2 separate regions of the Mus musculus genome follow, and region 2 is linked to region 1. The links are chromatin contacts, called in public promoter capture Hi-C maps. All regions are on one chromosome and are shown on one strand. The core of a region is the stretch at or near the end of the contact, and the rest is flanking DNA. Distances in the headings are between cores, read along the strand shown. Region 1 has its middle 82 kb from the start of Cxcl13. Region 2 holds the start of Mrpl1 (mitochondrial ribosomal protein L1).

Region 1 (4,209 bases), core at 34-2,533:
TGTAAGGGCAAGGGTAAGGACAGAAGCGCAGAGAATCTAGCATGCGGGTGGGCTCAATGTCTTCTGATTTAACCCTTAGAGTTTCTCGAGAGCACACTCTTAAATGCCTCACTTTTATAGATATGTACTCAGAGAGAGAGGCTGGATAGGTCATTTATGGTCATATAACAAGGAAGCGGGTAGAATTTCTAACCTAAATCCTTTTTGTGTTTTCATTTATCGTGCATTTGGGTGGAGGGAAGGAGTTGGTATTGAAATCAGCTCTCCTTCCACTACGTATATGGTTCCCAGGGATTAGCCCGGGTCATCAGGCTTGGCAGCAGGCATCTTTACTTGATGAACCCTCTTGTCTGCTCCAAATTAAAATCTACCCAGTTGTCAAAAGCCCATGGCCTCTTTTTTTTTTTGTATTCTGTAAGCTTGTGTAAGTTTTCAAATATTCAAAACATATTTATTCGACACAAATTTAAGCCAGAAATTGAACATGAGGGTAGATTTATTTATTCAGGAGACCTCAGCACATTTTATGTGGTGTGTATGCACCAGGAGGGGACAGGTAGACCTTGGTTCATGTGTTTACGTGATTTCTTTTATCAGTAATGACCTCAGACACCCTTCACAAACTTTTCCTAAATCGTTTGTAAAAACCCGTCTTCTTCACTGATCCCTGTCTTGCTTTTCAATCTTCTTGACAGCTTCTTTAGGACAGTTTTCTTGGTTATCTTGAATTACAATCATAGGTTCATTTGTCCGATTCCTGTCCATCTCCTTGTACAGTAGACTACCTGAGCTCAGGCTGTCGTTCTAGCGTTTCAACCTTCCAGAGGAGCTCTTCCCACAGGGCTCTGCCCTTGAGGCACATGAAGAAATTGAACTATGACAGACACCAGCGGTTTCCTTCCTGGAATCTGAAGGCTGGGGACAGAGCTCCGGCACAGAGGGCTTGCCTAGAATTCATGAGGCTCTGGCTTTGACTGCTAGCACTGAGAAAGTAATAGGCAAGAGGGGGCTACAGGGCTATACTAACCATAGACAAACAAGGCTTTTGGATCAGGATGGCTAGAAGGCGTTGTCATTTCAGGAAGTTCGCCTTTTTCAACTGAATCCTTATACAGTGTGAACTATCCGTGTTAAGAGCTCTCCAATTCATAGCCACACAATGCTCAAAGCATGAGACAGCAAACCACGTTTCTGGGAAGCAGAGAGGTATAGTCTCTCTGGGGCCGGCATTCTCCACTTTCAGAGGTACGTCTGTCTCTTTCACTTCCCCTTTCCATGTTTGGCAGGCTCTGTTGAACCCTAGTTCCATCATCCATCCATGCGACTGCACTCTTCAGTAGACCCTTCCTGCCGTCTAAATGCTTTTTCTAAATGGCTTTTACTGAGACTCTGGAATGCAGTCTGTTTTAGGGAAATGTGTCTAACCTCCTCACCTCTAATTCTGTTCCAACTCAGCTGTCTTCCCACAGGCCATGTATTACCCTGTTTAGGCAACTCTAAATTCCTGGCATGCTCAGTTAGCAGCAGCATTCAACGCCACACCATCTGTCAGGAGTTTAAGCCCTGGCTCACAGGACGGTCGTGGAGAAAGCAGATTAGAAACTAAAGTTTGCATGTGTATCCATGCTAGCAAGGTCAATTTTAATATCAGAATGCAAACATAGAGCACATTATTTTCACTCACAACAGGAAAACACAAGAATCAATTTAAATATCAATGAATTAAAAACCAACCAGTATTAAAGCCCAATGAAATGTTTTACAAGACTTCATATAATCCTATAGTTTTGGAACGTATTATCAACCCAGAGATGTATTAATGCCCTTCAGGAAAGGAACAGCCTATCTTTCTACACATGTATTTAAAACCATGGATCTAGTTGGATTTGGTTAATGTGTGTCTCTCTGTGTGTGTGTGGTGTGTGTGAATGCTTGTGTGTGTGGTGTGTGTGTGCATGCTTGTATGTGTGTGTGTGTGTGTGTGTGTATATATCTCCGTTCTTTTTTTTTTTTTTTTTGAGGATGTGTTTTTTTTTAAAGTTTTTTTTTATTAGGTATTTTCTTCATTTACATTTCCAATGCTATCCCAAAAGTCCCCTCATACTCCCCCCCCCACACACACACACACTCCCACTTCTTGGCCCTGGCGTTCGTTCCCCTGTACTGAGGCATATAAAGTTTGCAAGACCAAGGGACCTCTCTTTCCAGTGATGGCCGACTAGGCCATCTTATGATACATATGCAGCTAGAAACACGAGCTCTGGGGGGGGGGCGCTACTGGTTAGTTCATATTGTTGTTCCACCTATAGGGTTGCAGACCCCTTTAGCTCCTTGGGTTCTTTCTCTAGCTCCTCCAATGGGGGCCCTGTGATCCACCCAATAGCTGACTGTGAGCATCCACGTCTGTGTTTGCCAGGCACCAGCATAGCCTCACAAGAGACAGCTGTATCAGCGTCCTTTCAGCAAAATCTTGCTAGTGTATGCAATGGTGTCAGCGTTTAGAGGCTGATTATGGGATGGATCCCCGGGTATGGCAGTCTCTAGATGGTCCATCCTTTCATTTCCGCTCCAAACTTTGTCTCTGTAACTCCTTCCATGGGTGTTTTGTTCCCAATTCTTATCTTTCCCTCTCCCCCCTTTTTTTCCCAGACCCTCCTCTTGGTACCTCTCAGGGTCACAAAGAGGAGAGTTGAGGAACAGAACAGAGCTGATGATCCTACCCTCATCTCTGTTGGTCAAGAGTTTTCTAAGGGAAAGAAAAGACACAAAAGACACAGGACTCTGGTGGTCTGTGAAGACTTGATTCCCCAGAGAATAACAGCTGCGATACTATAGTTCTGAAAATGTTGTATAGCGGTTGCATAATTCTGAAAAATGGATAAAAATCTTGTGGTTACTTTTAATACCCATGATTCAAGGCTCTCTCCAGTCTTTGACACATATGCTGAAAGGATTTCTTATTCCTCTCTTTGGCATTTGTTTTCAGGATGTGGCAAACGTCACCGAGTGACCACATGACCCAGCATTTGTTCCTACAGACAGCTGAGTATGTCTGTGGCTGGACCACACCATCTACTTGGAAGAGGTTCTTTGGTGTTTATTTAGACAGCAGGTGTTCTAAACATTCAATCCTAGCAGACAAAGAGCCATTTCTAGTCATCCCAGTAGGATTTCAATTAAAGAACAATGGAGAAAATGGGAGGGTCCTCATAGATGGCAGCTAAGCCCATATGCTGTGACTTGGAATTTGAAAAGGAGTTCTAAAACTAACTATAAATGCACAGGAAGCATTTTGTTTTACATAGCGTTTGGTGTCAGGGCAGGAGTATCTGAGAGGAGGTTTTCTGTATGTAGAGTGAGTACATTTGAGAGGTAGGTAGACCTGGCTAGCCTAGAACTCACTATTTAAATCAGACTGGCTTCAGACTTACCGGTCACCCTTATGTTTCTTTGCCTCTTAGGCGTAGAGATTACATGCATACACCACCATGCCGAGTTTCTTTGATAAGTTTTTTAATTTTATGAGTTCTCACCCTTGATCATATATAACCCTCCTTATTTTACTATAACAAACACACAAATAATCCCCCTATCTCCCAACTATGAATTAAGTTCCTAAGTATCCATAAGATGGAAGAAATCGAGTCTGAGAAACTGGAAATCCTAAATTATAAACTGGGTTGACTGGGCTTGAGTCTAACACTAAACTTATAGAAGTTCCTTACAAACAGCAAGCGTAACCAGCAGACTGTTAATTAGTAACACTGGGTTTCTACTTAATAAAATGGAGGAGAAAGGTACAAGGTTTCAAGTCCTACTGCTATTCCCAGGTTCATACCTGAACATAATTTTCTGCCACAAAAATAAAAATCCTCAAAAAAATTCACATATTCAGAACATAAAATCCTTTTTTCATCAACCCAAACTTTCCAAATTTATCTTAGTTTTCCATGTAAATCATTTTCCACAAATGATCACAGGCATAAGAAAAAAATTTAACAAGACTATTTTTGGCTCAAATATGTGACACAAAGAGGTTCCCTTCACACACAGACAGAATTTTTATAAATGTGAAAGTACTACAATTTTTGAAATTATGACTTCAGCAGAAATAAGTATTTCAAAGGAAGATTCACCATCCTCTTTCCTAAACATCTGGGATATGTTTAGGAACTCATTTTCACAATCGTCTTTAGTCTACTAAATGTA
Region 2 (4,814 bases), core at 1,996-4,495, 170 kb after region 1:
TACTTTTTCTTATTTTTTTTCTTTCAACTCTAACCTCAAACAGGAGGAAGTAGCTTTTCTTCAAGTACAAATTTCCCAATGAACTGGGAAATGCTTGAAGAAGTCTGAAGATGTGGATCAAAACAACTGCAGGCTTAAGCACATATTTAAATATTTTTCCCCCAGGGAAACTAGCCAAGTAGGGAGGCTACTGGCATTTTGCCAGGACTGCTGGAGTGGCTAAGCCTTCCTAGAAATCAACTGGCAAACCTTGTATTTTAAGATGAACGACATAGACAAGAGACTGAAAATACTAATAAAAGCACTATCCTAGCATGTGTGGGAACAAGGATATTATGCATGGTTTTAATAAGCAGATGCTTCATTTTTTTTTATTCTGACTAAGAATTTTATCTGGTTCTTTAATAACAACATTTAGTATTCGTTCAGGGTTGACTCTGTGACAGACACTCTAGTACAGTTCTCAGAAAATTATCTCATTGTTAGCCCCATGTCACAAATAAGGGAACAGGGCCCAGAGGGTTATAGCTACTTGCTCCATTTTGCACACACTCAGGATTGGAATTCAGAGGCAGGAAGTTTGACTCCAGAATATTCCCCACTTAACCAAAATGGCTTTCTTTAACAAGGAGGGATTCTTATGTATCAAACATTCAGAGATTTGGTATATGTTATCTTTTCCTTACTGTGACCAAAATAACTAGCAGAAATGTCTTAAAACAAGAAGGATTTAGTTTGACTTATAGTTTTACAAGATTCAGCTCATCATAGCTGGGGAAACACATAGCAGAGTGGCTTGTGCCATGACCAAAAGCAAGCAGCAAGAAGCCAGCACTCAGCTGCCAGCTGCCTTTCTCTCATGTCCCCTTTGTTCTGTCAGAGCTCACAGGGCTCACAGCCCACAGGACAGTGCTACCCACATTCAGGATGGGTTTCCCCCACTAATTAATTCTCTCTAGAAATAATATCATTACCGAAATACCCAGAGGTATTCCTCAATCTCCTACATAATTCTAAATCCAGTCACGATGATAATGAAGTCATGATCATTATAATGGAGTGCCTATTTCAGAGTATCTTTTAATTTATAGTTTTTCTAAAGTCTTAAGCTAATGAATATCATCTATCTATCTGCAAATATCTGAACTCTGGATCTTACTGGTTGAATGCCATCAGATTCTGGTGACCAAAGCAGGCAATAAGGTACATTGAACTTATACAGGACATTGTTTTAATAATAATACTGTTGTAAGCTTATTACATTTTGTGAGTTCTGACTGGATGGTTGTGTTCTCATGGTAGGCATTTTCAGGTGAGGACCAACTGACTCCAGCTGTGGAGATGAATCTAAGAGCCAGCAACAGGAGAATTTGTGTATATTCTTAGACGGAGTTAACTTTAAGTATCATGAGGTGACTGCCAGTTTTCCAGCTCCCTCTTATCTATGCATCTAAGCACAAGGTTTGGTACTTAGTAGTTGCTCAGGTATGTGTGAAAAGAGCATAGAAGGAAAAGAGGACAAGCAGAAACAAAGTTATCAAAGTAGAGTCAAGTTCTAAGGTTTTCTTTACTTTTTTTTAAACAGTCGCAGAGCTTTTGAAGTAACTGCTTACATGTTAACAAGAACAGTCTATAAGTAACAATCTTATTCATTTAGATGGCTACTAGGTATAAATATAAAAATAAAGCTTCTGGAAAATTCCAGCTTTGATGAGGTCCATCTTCTGTGAGTAGCTTCAGGAAGCCAAGTTTTGCAGGCTTGAAATTCTTATCAAGTCACTAATTCATATAAGCATGGATTCATTTTTTTTTTTTTTTCAACGTTTACTGCAGACCTTCCTTCCGGTCTGACGCTGTGTGTAGTATGTGCTGAGGTTACAAAAATGAACGACATGATTGCTGCCCACAAAGAGCTCAAAGAGATGGGGAGATACATTGTGACAGCTGCACAGCTCTGTGTGCTCAACCCCCCACTAAATTGTACACTTAGGTTGGTAAATTGTATTATATAGAATAATAGGTCTCAGAATTGTTTCAAATAAATAAAAAAATTACTAATTCTGTTTATTACATAAAACCAGGAAGAAGTGGCCATAATTCAGTCCTGGAAGTATGAAAGGAGACTGCCAACAATGAGCAGAGTCTGAATTTAAATCTTAAGGGGAAAAAATACTGTTAATGTGTTGCATAATAATTCAAACAAAAGCCAGAGAGGAAAAATGTCACAGAGGTGAGAAATGTGTCTTCTGCCCTCCCTTCATCCCTCCCTCCCTCCCTCTCTTTGTGTGTGTGTGTTATGTGTACACTCGCATGTGTGTTAGGAAGGTTGTTGGTTGAGGAGGTAGGCAGAGGCCCGTAAGTGAGCCTTTGGAAATGGCCAATTACTGGAGGAGTTTATTCTTATGAATTAATTCCTGACCAGACTTGGTTTAGAGAAACCACACGGGCAGCTGAGACATAACGGATGTTTTTTTTTTGGGGGGGGGGGGGGTAGGGGGTAGGAAGGGGTCAGAATAACCTGTGCACTGGTCTCTAATTGGCTACGTAGAACAAAAACAAAAACAGACAAACTCCAAAAACCAAAACAAAACCCTAGACGTGTTTCGAAAACTCCAAGCAGTGTACTGCTCCTTAGGTCTGATCAGCACAGCTTGCCAGCAGCCGGAAACCAAAAAGCAGACGGATGAAAGATTAAGGTTTGCTCAAAGGGGGGTGGAAGGGGGTGAGAGAGTGGGACCTCCTGGCCCGCCTTGGGTGGAGGCGAAGTTTGATGGATTCTGTTTTCTCTTTGCTATGAAGAAGATTGAACTCAGAGGCGCGCACACGCTAGCTCCGCGCACGGTCGCCTAGCAATATTCATTTAAAGAAAAACCGAATCTTAAGAAGGCCAAGAGTATAGCGAAGGAAGCTGGGGACACTTCAGCTTTCTCAAGACTTTAGTCAGAGAACCAGGTTCCCTCTATTTAAATGACCGTTCGGAGTACATCTGCAGGGTCCAAAATTAAAAATAAGAAGGAATGAATAATTAATTACAGAGTTTTCAACAAAGCCATTCCCCACCCCCGCCCCGAAGGTTGATAAACCTTTGAACCCGAGCCACGAAAGGCAGTCTCAGACAGGGAACCGACAGGAACCTCGCCACGAGGGCACTGAAGCCAGGTCGTCCCCGCCCTGCTCTTCTGCTCCTACCAACTCCTTCCCCCTTTGCCAGCTTCCGCGCGGAACCCTTTTTCGCATTTCCGTGCAGTTGAAACCCGGGACCCACTTCGTCAGCACAATCCGGAACAGTCAACATGGCGGCGGCCGTAAGGTGCCTCCGTAGAGGTAAGAGGAGCAGTGTTCTTGCGTGGAAAGTAAATCTAGAGCCAAGTTTCCTGTTGCAGCGGAATCCATGGCAGAATCTCGTAGGCACCGGTCAGCTTCTCGGTCCTCGAAATGCTTCCGTGATCTTCTGGGCTCCACAGCCCAGAGGGTCATCAGTGCTTAAAAGCGACACTTAACGCAAGGGTTCTCTCTTGGAGCAGGTCATTTTGAGGATGAAATGGGAGCGGAAATACATTGGCAGTACTTATAGTCAGGGGTGAGGAGTACAAGGCAAGATTCTGTTGTGTGTGTGGGATAGCGGGCGTGTTCAGTTTGATAAGCGAGCCCTGAAGGGAAAGGTGGTATATGAAGTGATTTACATCTGTAAATATCTGAACCTTGGCGTGTTTATGAATAAAGGCGATTCCAGTTAGTAAATTTACAGAGGCTATCGTGTTTATCATTTGGAGACTAATTCTGTAGTGTTTTGTATAGCCATGTCTGAGCACGTTAGACATGGCTAATAGGAATTCACAGTGCCATATACACTATAAGATCTTTTTCATGTGTATGTGTACTTGGTCTATGTATACATGTTCACATGTGTGTGAGTGCATATGTATGTGTGCCCATGGAGGCTCTCTTCTGCCAGCCAGTATCCAGGCTGTTTCCAGAGGCAGAGTTTGTCACTGGACCTGGAGCTTGCGGATCCCACTGTCTCCAGTGAAGCCCCTGGAGGTGGGAGGTGTTGCACTGTGTTTACCCAGCTTTTATGTGGCTGCCAGGAATCTGAATTTCACCCCTCATGCTTGCACAGTAAGAGCTCCGTCACCTCTCATATGAAATTGATCTTTACTTTTAAAATGCAATCAACTCCCCCTCTTCTTTGACCTTGCAGCCCTTCTCCTTCCTCTATTTATTGTGTCTTGTCTCCCCACTGGCCAGGAACATAAGCTTCATAACCTTCCTTATTCCAGTGCTTGTAAAACAATGGTACTTAGACCATCCAGTTTACAAACTGCATCTCCACAATAAAAGTAGACACTGCTTTCTTGATTAAGTTTTGCTAAAAAACAAAAACAATTTGAGACAGGGTTAGGCTCCCATGTGTTGGGACAGGCATCTCCAGCATGCCCATTATTAAAAGTATTGCCTGTTGCATTGAACAGTATAATTTAGTGCTTTGTTTCACATGCTAGTGTAACCTTTTTGTGGTTGCAGATTATAATAGGTCTACTGAGCACTCTTTAAGTAGTGCTAATATGGAATTCTATAATGTGTTTTAAATTGATGTATCCTTGCTTACTAATAAGGTAATACTACTCAGTGGACAGCTTTCACACTATTGGCATTTCCTTTCTAGTTTGAAGTCTTTTTATCCTTCTTGTTTACTTTTCAATTGTGTTGCTCTTTCACACTCAAGATACAACTCGTTTGTCCAGTGAACATGTTGCAAATATACTCTACCCATTTTAGATTCATCTTTTCACTGTATGTGCATGCGGGAAGGT

Evidence for each region. Promoter capture Hi-C pulls out the DNA fragments that hold promoters and counts their contacts.
Region 2: a contact with region 1 is called in a promoter capture Hi-C map of pre-B cells. The contact joins the promoter of Mrpl1 here to the enhancer-like site in region 1. A contact is called at or near these places in 4 of 39 promoter capture datasets (the C10 cell line, liver and pre-B cells) and 1 of 484 Hi-C or Micro-C datasets (myocytes).

What each region holds. Positions count from the first base shown.
Region 1 is chr5:96,036,533-96,040,741 of GRCm38.p6, forward strand. No RefSeq gene overlaps it. Among named protein-coding and RNA genes, the nearest start is that of Cxcl13, 82 kb to the left of the region's middle. Within about 2 kb of position 1,284, at least 36 of the 459 cell types and tissues checked have an H3K27ac peak or open chromatin away from gene starts, as enhancers often do. A contact at or near this core is called in myocytes and pre-B cells, where this site is marked.
Region 2 is chr5:96,206,870-96,211,683 of GRCm38.p6, forward strand. Mrpl1 (mitochondrial ribosomal protein L1) reads left to right here and starts at 3,246. Exons shown (of 9, transcript NM_053158.3): 1 at 3,246-3,324. The coding sequence starts at 3,294.